Linked DNA regions of Zea mays: region 2 is linked to region 1. Evidence: chromatin contacts called from public Hi-C data. All regions are on one chromosome and are shown on one strand. The core of a region is the stretch at or near the end of the contact, and the rest is flanking DNA. Distances in the headings are between cores, read along the strand shown. Region 1 has its middle 39 kb from the start of LOC103650603. Region 2 holds the start of LOC103650604 (transcription initiation factor TFIID subunit 8).

What was found. Hi-C and Micro-C count contacts between places; a contact is called where the count stands out from the background.
Region 2: a Hi-C map of ear shows a contact between it and region 1, with 2.4 times the contacts expected there. The contact joins the promoter of LOC103650604 here to the enhancer-like site in region 1. A contact is called at or near these places in 5 of 25 Hi-C or Micro-C datasets (ear, leaf, tassel and 1 more) and 1 of 3 datasets of contacts at active chromatin or transcription factors (leaf).

Annotation. Positions count from the first base shown.
Region 1 is chr3:137,313,187-137,317,003 of Zm-B73-REFERENCE-NAM-5.0, forward strand. No RefSeq gene overlaps it. Among protein-coding and RNA genes, the nearest start is that of LOC103650603, 39 kb to the right of the region's middle. Within about 2 kb of position 2,100, at least 7 of the 20 cell types and tissues checked have an H3K27ac peak or open chromatin away from gene starts, as enhancers often do. A contact at or near this core is called in ear, where this site is marked.
Region 2 is chr3:137,479,187-137,483,003 of Zm-B73-REFERENCE-NAM-5.0, forward strand. LOC103650604 (transcription initiation factor TFIID subunit 8) reads right to left here and starts at 2,200. Exons shown (of 2, transcript XM_008676175.4): 1 at 526-2,200. The coding sequence starts at 1,724. The coding sequence ends at 612.

The sequences.
Region 1 (3,817 bases), core at 850-3,349:
AAGAACAAAAAGCCTTTCTGATCATTCAAATGATAAAATAATTTCTGTTATTTTGGTAACTTAGTAAGAATGTACAGTTCTGGCATAAATTTGGCACAATAAATACAATTATATCACAGCACCATACCTTGACTTGGTTTTGTCCTTCTCGTGTCATAGATTCTGCACTTCTGCAGAATACCATGATTTGCCACATTTTCAAGTACATTGCATTGTGTCTTCAGTCATTACGAAATGAAGCCATCCTTGATCAGCTGCTCTAAAAGGTTTACATTTCAAGTCACAGCCTTCAGCGTCTCTGATTCCTACTTGATAAAAATGACTGATACAAATTTCTTCATGGTTTTACAGCCTGACACTGCATATGGAGGCATCCAGCATAATGATCTCGTCTCCTTTATAGCAAAAGACCAAACTTAAGTCAGTTGTAGATACAGATGCTCAAGGATGCTGTAAATCTCATCGGAATTAGGGTGGCTGGACTCTCCCATCAAGAACTCATGAACAACATTTTCCACTTCAAGCCAACTGCACCCTGCTGTTTTCTCAATACCCTTTCCTCTCATTGATTGCCACACAGTCTCAACAAATTCCCATTGCTGACCACGAGCCAACGTGTTGGCAAGGAGTACATAAGTTCCAGGATTCCTGGGTTCAATAGCAATGAGCTCTCTCGCTGCAACCTTACCGACTTCAACATTGCAATGCTTCCTGCATGCATTGATCAAGGCTCCCCAGACACCTGCATGTGGTTCCATTGGCATTGCCCGTGCTAATTCGTATGCTTCCTTAATGAGTCCAGCTCGGCCATAGAGATCCACCATGCATGCATAGTGATCTGGGGATTGCTCAATTGCATAATTTGTTTTCATAGATTCAAAGTAGAACTTCCCATCATGAACTAGTCCAGCATGAGCACAAGCTGACAAAACGCCAAGCAAAGTGACCGCATCTGGCTGCAATCGTTCCTTAGACATCTCATCGAAGACCTGAAGTGCATCTCTGCCATGTCCATGGCGTGCAAGAGCACAGATCATCACATTGTAAGACACTGTGTCCTTTAAATGTGTCTCAACAAACAACAAATGAGCTTGGCTGATACTACCACACTTAGCATACATGTCAATCAATGAATTCAGCACATGGAAGTTCATTTCGACACAGCCTTTCCTCAAAATCCCATGCACCTGTCTTGCAACTGACAAAGAACCAAGCTGTGCACAGGCAGACATCAGCACAGCCATCGTCGCGGGATCAGGTTGGAATCTGGCGAGGCGCATACGATTGAACACAGCAACTGCATCAGCCCATGACCTCTCCTGCGAGTATGCAGCAATCGCCATGTTCCAGCTGTTCACATTCCTGTCTGGCATCTCTTCAAACAATTCCCTTGCCACACCTGCACCCCCCTGCCGCAAGTACCCCATCATCAGCGTGTTCCAAGAGATTAGGTCCCTTTCCACCATCCTATCAAACACAACCCGCCCAGACTCCACATCCCCTGCCCTGACGTAGCACGCCACCATGGTATTCCCCAGGACCACACTTGTGGCAGACATTTCGTCGAACACCCTCCTCGCATCCGCTACCCGGCCATGGTTGCCGTACATGTCAACCAACGCGGCTCTCACGTGCTCAGCGCGTCCGAGTCCAGCATTCACCAAGAACCCGTGCACCTGGATCCCCACTCGAACGGCCCGCAGTGCCGAGCAGCACCTGACCACGGAGCTCGCCGTGAAGGCGTTCGGGCGAGGGACACCATGCCGGAGCATGAGCCGGAACAGCGTGAGCGCCCCTTCGGCTACCGACGGAGAGGACGAGGCGTGTCTGGCGTAAGCAGCGATGGTGGCGGTCCAGAGGTAGACGTTCTCACAGGCGGTGGGGACGGCGTTGTCGAAGACTGCGCGGGCGTGGCCCGGAGAATGGGACGAGGCTATGAGGGAGACGGCGGCGCGAGCGGGGAGAGGGAGACCCCGGACGAGGAGCTGCACTTGGAGCTGCCTCGCCGCTGCGGGGGTCATTGCGCGACGGGCAAGGCCAGCCAGGAGCGCGGGGAGAGAGCCGGCGTCCAGACGGGCGCTAGGTGGCAGAGCCACCGCGCTGCTACCATGGTACATTGGTGTTCCTTGTTAGTACCTGTTTGTCAGTTAGGACTTAGCTGCTCCTTTTTTCAGTTAGTCGGTTTTCTTTTGATTGTTCAGTCTGAATAAGCTGGCCCGTCAGTAGTGTTTGCAGTCTCAGGAGAGTGTTTGTAGGACGTGTGATGACACGATCAAGAAATACGGCATGAAGTGCATATAAGAGTCGAGTCTGTTTTAATTTGATATATAAGTTTTACACAGCACCAAAACCACCTGTCTCTAGGTCTTCACCAAAACCACGTGTCTCTAGTTCTTCAGTTGATCGGAGAGTTTGTGTGTGTGAGCGTCGGCAGCTTAACTCATCGGTATTTGCAACATTTGGTATCAGAGCCGAGGAAGAAGATCAGGAGGATGTCTATACGTCGGAGCGCTTGATGACACCGCAATTCTGGTGAGGACGATCGTCGCCGCGACGTCCGTGGACTCGCGAGGTCGTCATCGAGCTTGTCGTGGTGCCTGGATCGACCACTTACCCGGTTCTCACAAAGATGAACTACAACGATTGGGTTTTGCTGATGAAGGTGAAGATGCAAGCACACAGACTATGGGAGGCTGTGGAGATCGACGACATCGACATACGCGACGATCGGATGGCGCTCGATGTCATATGCAGCGCCACGCCACCGGAGATGGTCTCCATGATGGTCGTCAAACCGACGACAAAGGAGGCCTGGGAAGCCCTGAAGTCGCTGTGAATCGACGATGAATGAGTGCGGAAGTCGGCGGCACAGAGGCTACGCCTCAAGTACGAGATGTTGTCGTTCTGGGGCAGCGAGTCGGTGGAGGCGTTCGCACTTTGGCTCACCGACGTTGTCGCGCAGCTCGCCATGCTGGGTGGCCCAGAGTCTCTAGAGAAGGTGGTGGAGAAGTATCTTCGGATCGCTCGTCCAAGGTACAAGCAACTAGTAGTTTCCATCGAGACTCTACTAGATGTGTCGACCCTCACAGTGGAGGACATCACCGGTTGGCTGAAAGCGGACGAGGATGCTGATGATGCACCACCACCGTTGACGAGGGGTAAGCTGTACCTAACGGAGGAGCAGCAGGAAGCCCGGTGGAAGGAGAAATACCGAAATGACGCCGGCGCGTCGAAGTCCGGCAACCACAGGCGACGTCCGCGTCGGGGCACGACCCAATACCGGCAAGCAAACCGGTGCTGGGAAAGGCCACGCCGTCGGTCGTGACCAGTGCCGGAGCTGTGGCAAAACTAGCCACTAGGCCAGGGATTGCCCGTCCAAGCCCAACAAGGGAAGGCCCATGTCGCCTAGACTGAAGAGGAGTGACTCTACTAATGGCATGGGTCTCCTCCGTTTAGCTCCGCCCACTCTACGATGGGGACGACATCGCGTCGTCGGTAGAATCCTCGGCGCTAGAGGCTTCTGGGACTCAAATCCACCCACAGGCGGCCCCGTGGGTGTTTATCGTCGACCCCAACCTTGTTGACGCGGAGGGCAAGTGCTTGTCTGGCGTGGTGCAAGTGGAGGCCGCGACGGTGGCCAACAGTGGCTTCTTCAGGGAGTCGAGGAAGCCCACAGCAGCAGAGGCGGATCCAAGGGGTGGGCGGTCATGGCCCCACCTCAATTTTTATATGCTATCATACCTAGATTTAGATATACATCAAAAAAACTTTTATATAGTAGGTACAACCAAATCTAATGAAATCTAGTTTTGATCTA
Region 2 (3,817 bases), core at 950-3,449, 170 kb after region 1:
TAATTCCAAGTAGTTGGTTAAGCAAACTATTCTCTCTTTTAGGTGCACATCCAGATTTAGTTTTCTCTTAAGAGTCCTAACACAGAACTAGTATATCCTGCTCACTGTCCTTTGCATACATGAAATAGTGACTGCACGCAATACAATCGATTCCAGCTTCAATGGAAACATTTAGGCATAAAACCATGTATGATTATTGTCCAATGGTAGATCAATTGCTAATAATACTGAGCAGAGCAAGCCTACCAAAAAGGTAAGTTTTAAATTCCAGATTTTCTACCATCCAAGACTAATCAAAGTAGCTACAGCTAACGGATAGATGCATAGATGTTTTGTAGAGCTCTGTATCATTGTCCTAAATAAGCAATAAACAAATATACACTAAGACATTGCCCAGCTAAATTTGGCAAATTGTTCCACCATTTTGATGCACACAGGATTTTCAACTACATGGGTTTCATCCGCATGGGCCTCTAGAGCATTTGACAGCATAGACCAATGAGTTACCACAAGATAAATGTTTACCTCAAGATTCTAGAAACTGAAGTTCCATGATCACAACAACACGATGCGACTCCACTATTAGTACCAGACTTCCTCCATAAACAACTTTAGAGCTGAGGAAGTTCTTGTGGGTTCTCCATTGATGCCCTTAATATCATGCCCGCTCTCCGCTTCTTATCATCCTTTGTTTCCTCTTTCAAGAAGAAAAGATCATCCCTCAGATCCAGGGCTCTTGAATTCTGAGCTGCTGCTAATGACTTATTACTAAATCCAATCTTAAGATGAACTGGAGCCCTCTCTTTTGGAACAATGTTCCTTTGATTTTGATCCAACCCAGCACTAGCATCAATCTCCCTGATGGTTCTAGCTTGAATAGCTGGTGCAAATGCCTCAAGGACAGAGAATTTCTTCTTTTCCGGAGGCATATCAACCTCTGATACATCCTTCTGTCCAGGTAACAATGCTGGCTCAAGAAATGGATTTCTCTTCGTCCCAGCTGCCTGTATCTCCTTCCCCTTCAGCGCATTATCATGTGCCACAGCTGGACGAAACCTATCCGCACCAGCCATAGCCAGCCTTCGCTGCAGGCTGAGCAGGGACTTCTCAGCTTTCCTTCGTTGCCGCACCTGCTCCACTTTGTCAACCCTGTCCTTGGTCGCCGGCGGCTCAACCCACACCTCCGTCGTCACATAGGTGTGCGGATCTGGGAAAGCAGGCAGCCACTCCGGCACGTGCTTCATCCCAGTCTCCCTCCCAGTCACAGTGAAGCTGGCAGAAGGCTGCGGCTCCACGCGCTGGATGGGGAACCTAGGCAGCGGCCGCGCGAACGGCACCTCGTCCTTGGAATGGACAAACGCCATGAGGTCCTTGACGACGCCAGAGCCGACGAGGCAGTGGCCCGTGGTTGCCGCGCCAGCGAAACCATACGTGTCGGCGCCGACCTCCTCGAGCGCCTGGATGACGTCTAGCTCATTAGCGTGCGCGCGGCCGGCGAGGTTGGCGTGGAAGGCGGCAGACCGGCCCAGGTGGGTGATATAGCGCAGGACGGTGTCGACGACCGCGTCCACCGCGGAGCGGTGCGCGCAATCGAACCCCGCGGCCTGCAGTGCCTGCGCCACCGCGGCCCGCGCCACCGCCCGCCCGAACTCGTCCCGGCTGCTGCCGCCGCCTCCGTTCATATCTCCGCTGCTTCTCCTCTCCCCCGCTTTCCAGCCACCCATGCCACCGAGGCGCCGAGCAGCTCGCCGGCGCGGGTTTCAGATACGGACGGCGCTAGGATTCAGATCCCTCCGACCACGCCACCGCCCAGCACGAATCGATTACTCAGGCTCAGCGACGCAGCGAATCGAGCTCCGCCAAGCAAACTCATAAGAAGAGATCTTGATTTGAGTTCGCGTGCCTCGATGAATTTAGCACCAATTAGCAAGTCATCTAGGAGTAAATTTTGATTTCATGAGATTTCTGCCAATTATTACCAGTTTTAATATTGGACTTCCTCCGTTTACCACTTCAAAGATTGGATCCACTATCTTTCTAAGGCAGAAATTTAGAATTTTACCCATTATAAGAAGTTGGCTTTGTACTTCACCATTATTAACCATTAGCGGGTAATAATGTTACGATTCTAGAGAGGGGAGAGGGTCGACGACGACGACAGCGTAAGAGGAGGGATTGGCGGCAATGGAGGCATGAGTAAGGTTAGGGGGCGGCGTAGACGCGCGGAGGGAGAGGCTAGGACCATAGGGTCAAGGGGATAGAATGATGTATGATAAATGATCTAAATAATATTGTTTGTTAGATTTAAGTAAGATAGAGAGTTACCCGGCGATTTGAATCATTGGTTTTGATGGTGTGTTAAGTATGGATGCAATTTGTTTGGTGGATTCAGTAGATGTTATAGGTGTACATGTGATTTAGTTAAATGGGTTTTTGTAAAGTTTAAACTAGTGAATTATATAGTGGTATAGATTTTGATGGATTTCATCTGAATGTCATTATGAAACATGTCACACATGCTATAATGCTATTTCGTCATTTAATAAAACGAAAAAAATGATTGAATACAATTTTGTACCCTATTTTTCCTCATGTGTCTGAGGCCGCTGATAGGGGGGCTTAACGTTGACCGTTGGAGCTCGACGTTCTACTTGACGACACTAAAATATCTCCACAAGCGACATCGTGTAGTTGCACTACACGTCGCCAGTGGCTTTCTCGAGGAGGATCAAGAAGCAGAGCAACACCCTTGACTCCATGGTATGTTTCACGTCTCGCAACTTCAGAAGTGTCTTCGTGTGCCAACCGAAGTCGTAGAAGTGGATGCTCTTGACCTTCAACCAAGCCTTGTCTATGTGGAACAACATTTGTGTGTTCTTGAGAAGGCCGAGAACAATGTCAAGGGAAAGAAAGTAAAGCTTGTGAAGATTCCGTGGGAGAACCATACCGAGGAAGAAGCGACATGGGATCCTAAGGATGTGATGCACGAGCAATATCTGGAAATCTTTTCACTTGAGTAAGTTATCTTTCCAACTATTCCAACCCCCACTGGCTATTTGAAGTTCCTTGTCTACTCTTGTGTATATGTGTATACAAAATTTATTGCAAGATTTGAGATAGCTTTTCCCTTCCCACCTTTCTTGTTGGAAGTTTCAAGGAATATTCATGGTGTCAAGGTGAATATGTCCTTCTCTAGTCCAATAAGTTTTAACAATTAACATGATCAAATGCATATAAAATATGTATGATACAAATCAATCCAAGTTCCGTAAATCTAAGACATTTAGCTCACTACGTAGCTCACAAAACCTCCTATCATCTAAGGGCTTGGTGAAGATATCGACTAGCTGGTGATCGGTGCTAACATGGCTTATATTGATATCTCCCCTTTGCTGGTGGTATCTTACGAAGTGATGCCGGATGTCTATGTGCTTTTGTGCAGCTGTGTTCAACAGAATTATCCGCCAAACGGATTGCACTCTCATTATCACATAGGAGTGGGACTTTGCTCAGATTGTAGCCAAAGTCTTTTAGAGTTTGTCTCATCCAAAGTAATTGCACGCAACATTGTCCTGCGGCAATGTACTCAGCCTCGACGGTGGATAGGGCAACGAAATTTTACTTCATCTATATTGCTTCGAAATAGTTTAATAAAAAAATTGAAACGAGCTAAAAATGTGAGCTTAGTTTGCTTGTCAAGTTATTTAATGTAGTATCCACTAAAAATAAACCTTGTTATTGTTTGCTAAGTAATCATTCCATGATGTGTGTTACTTGCCTTCTAAATAATTAAAAGTAAGGACAATGGAAGAATAGT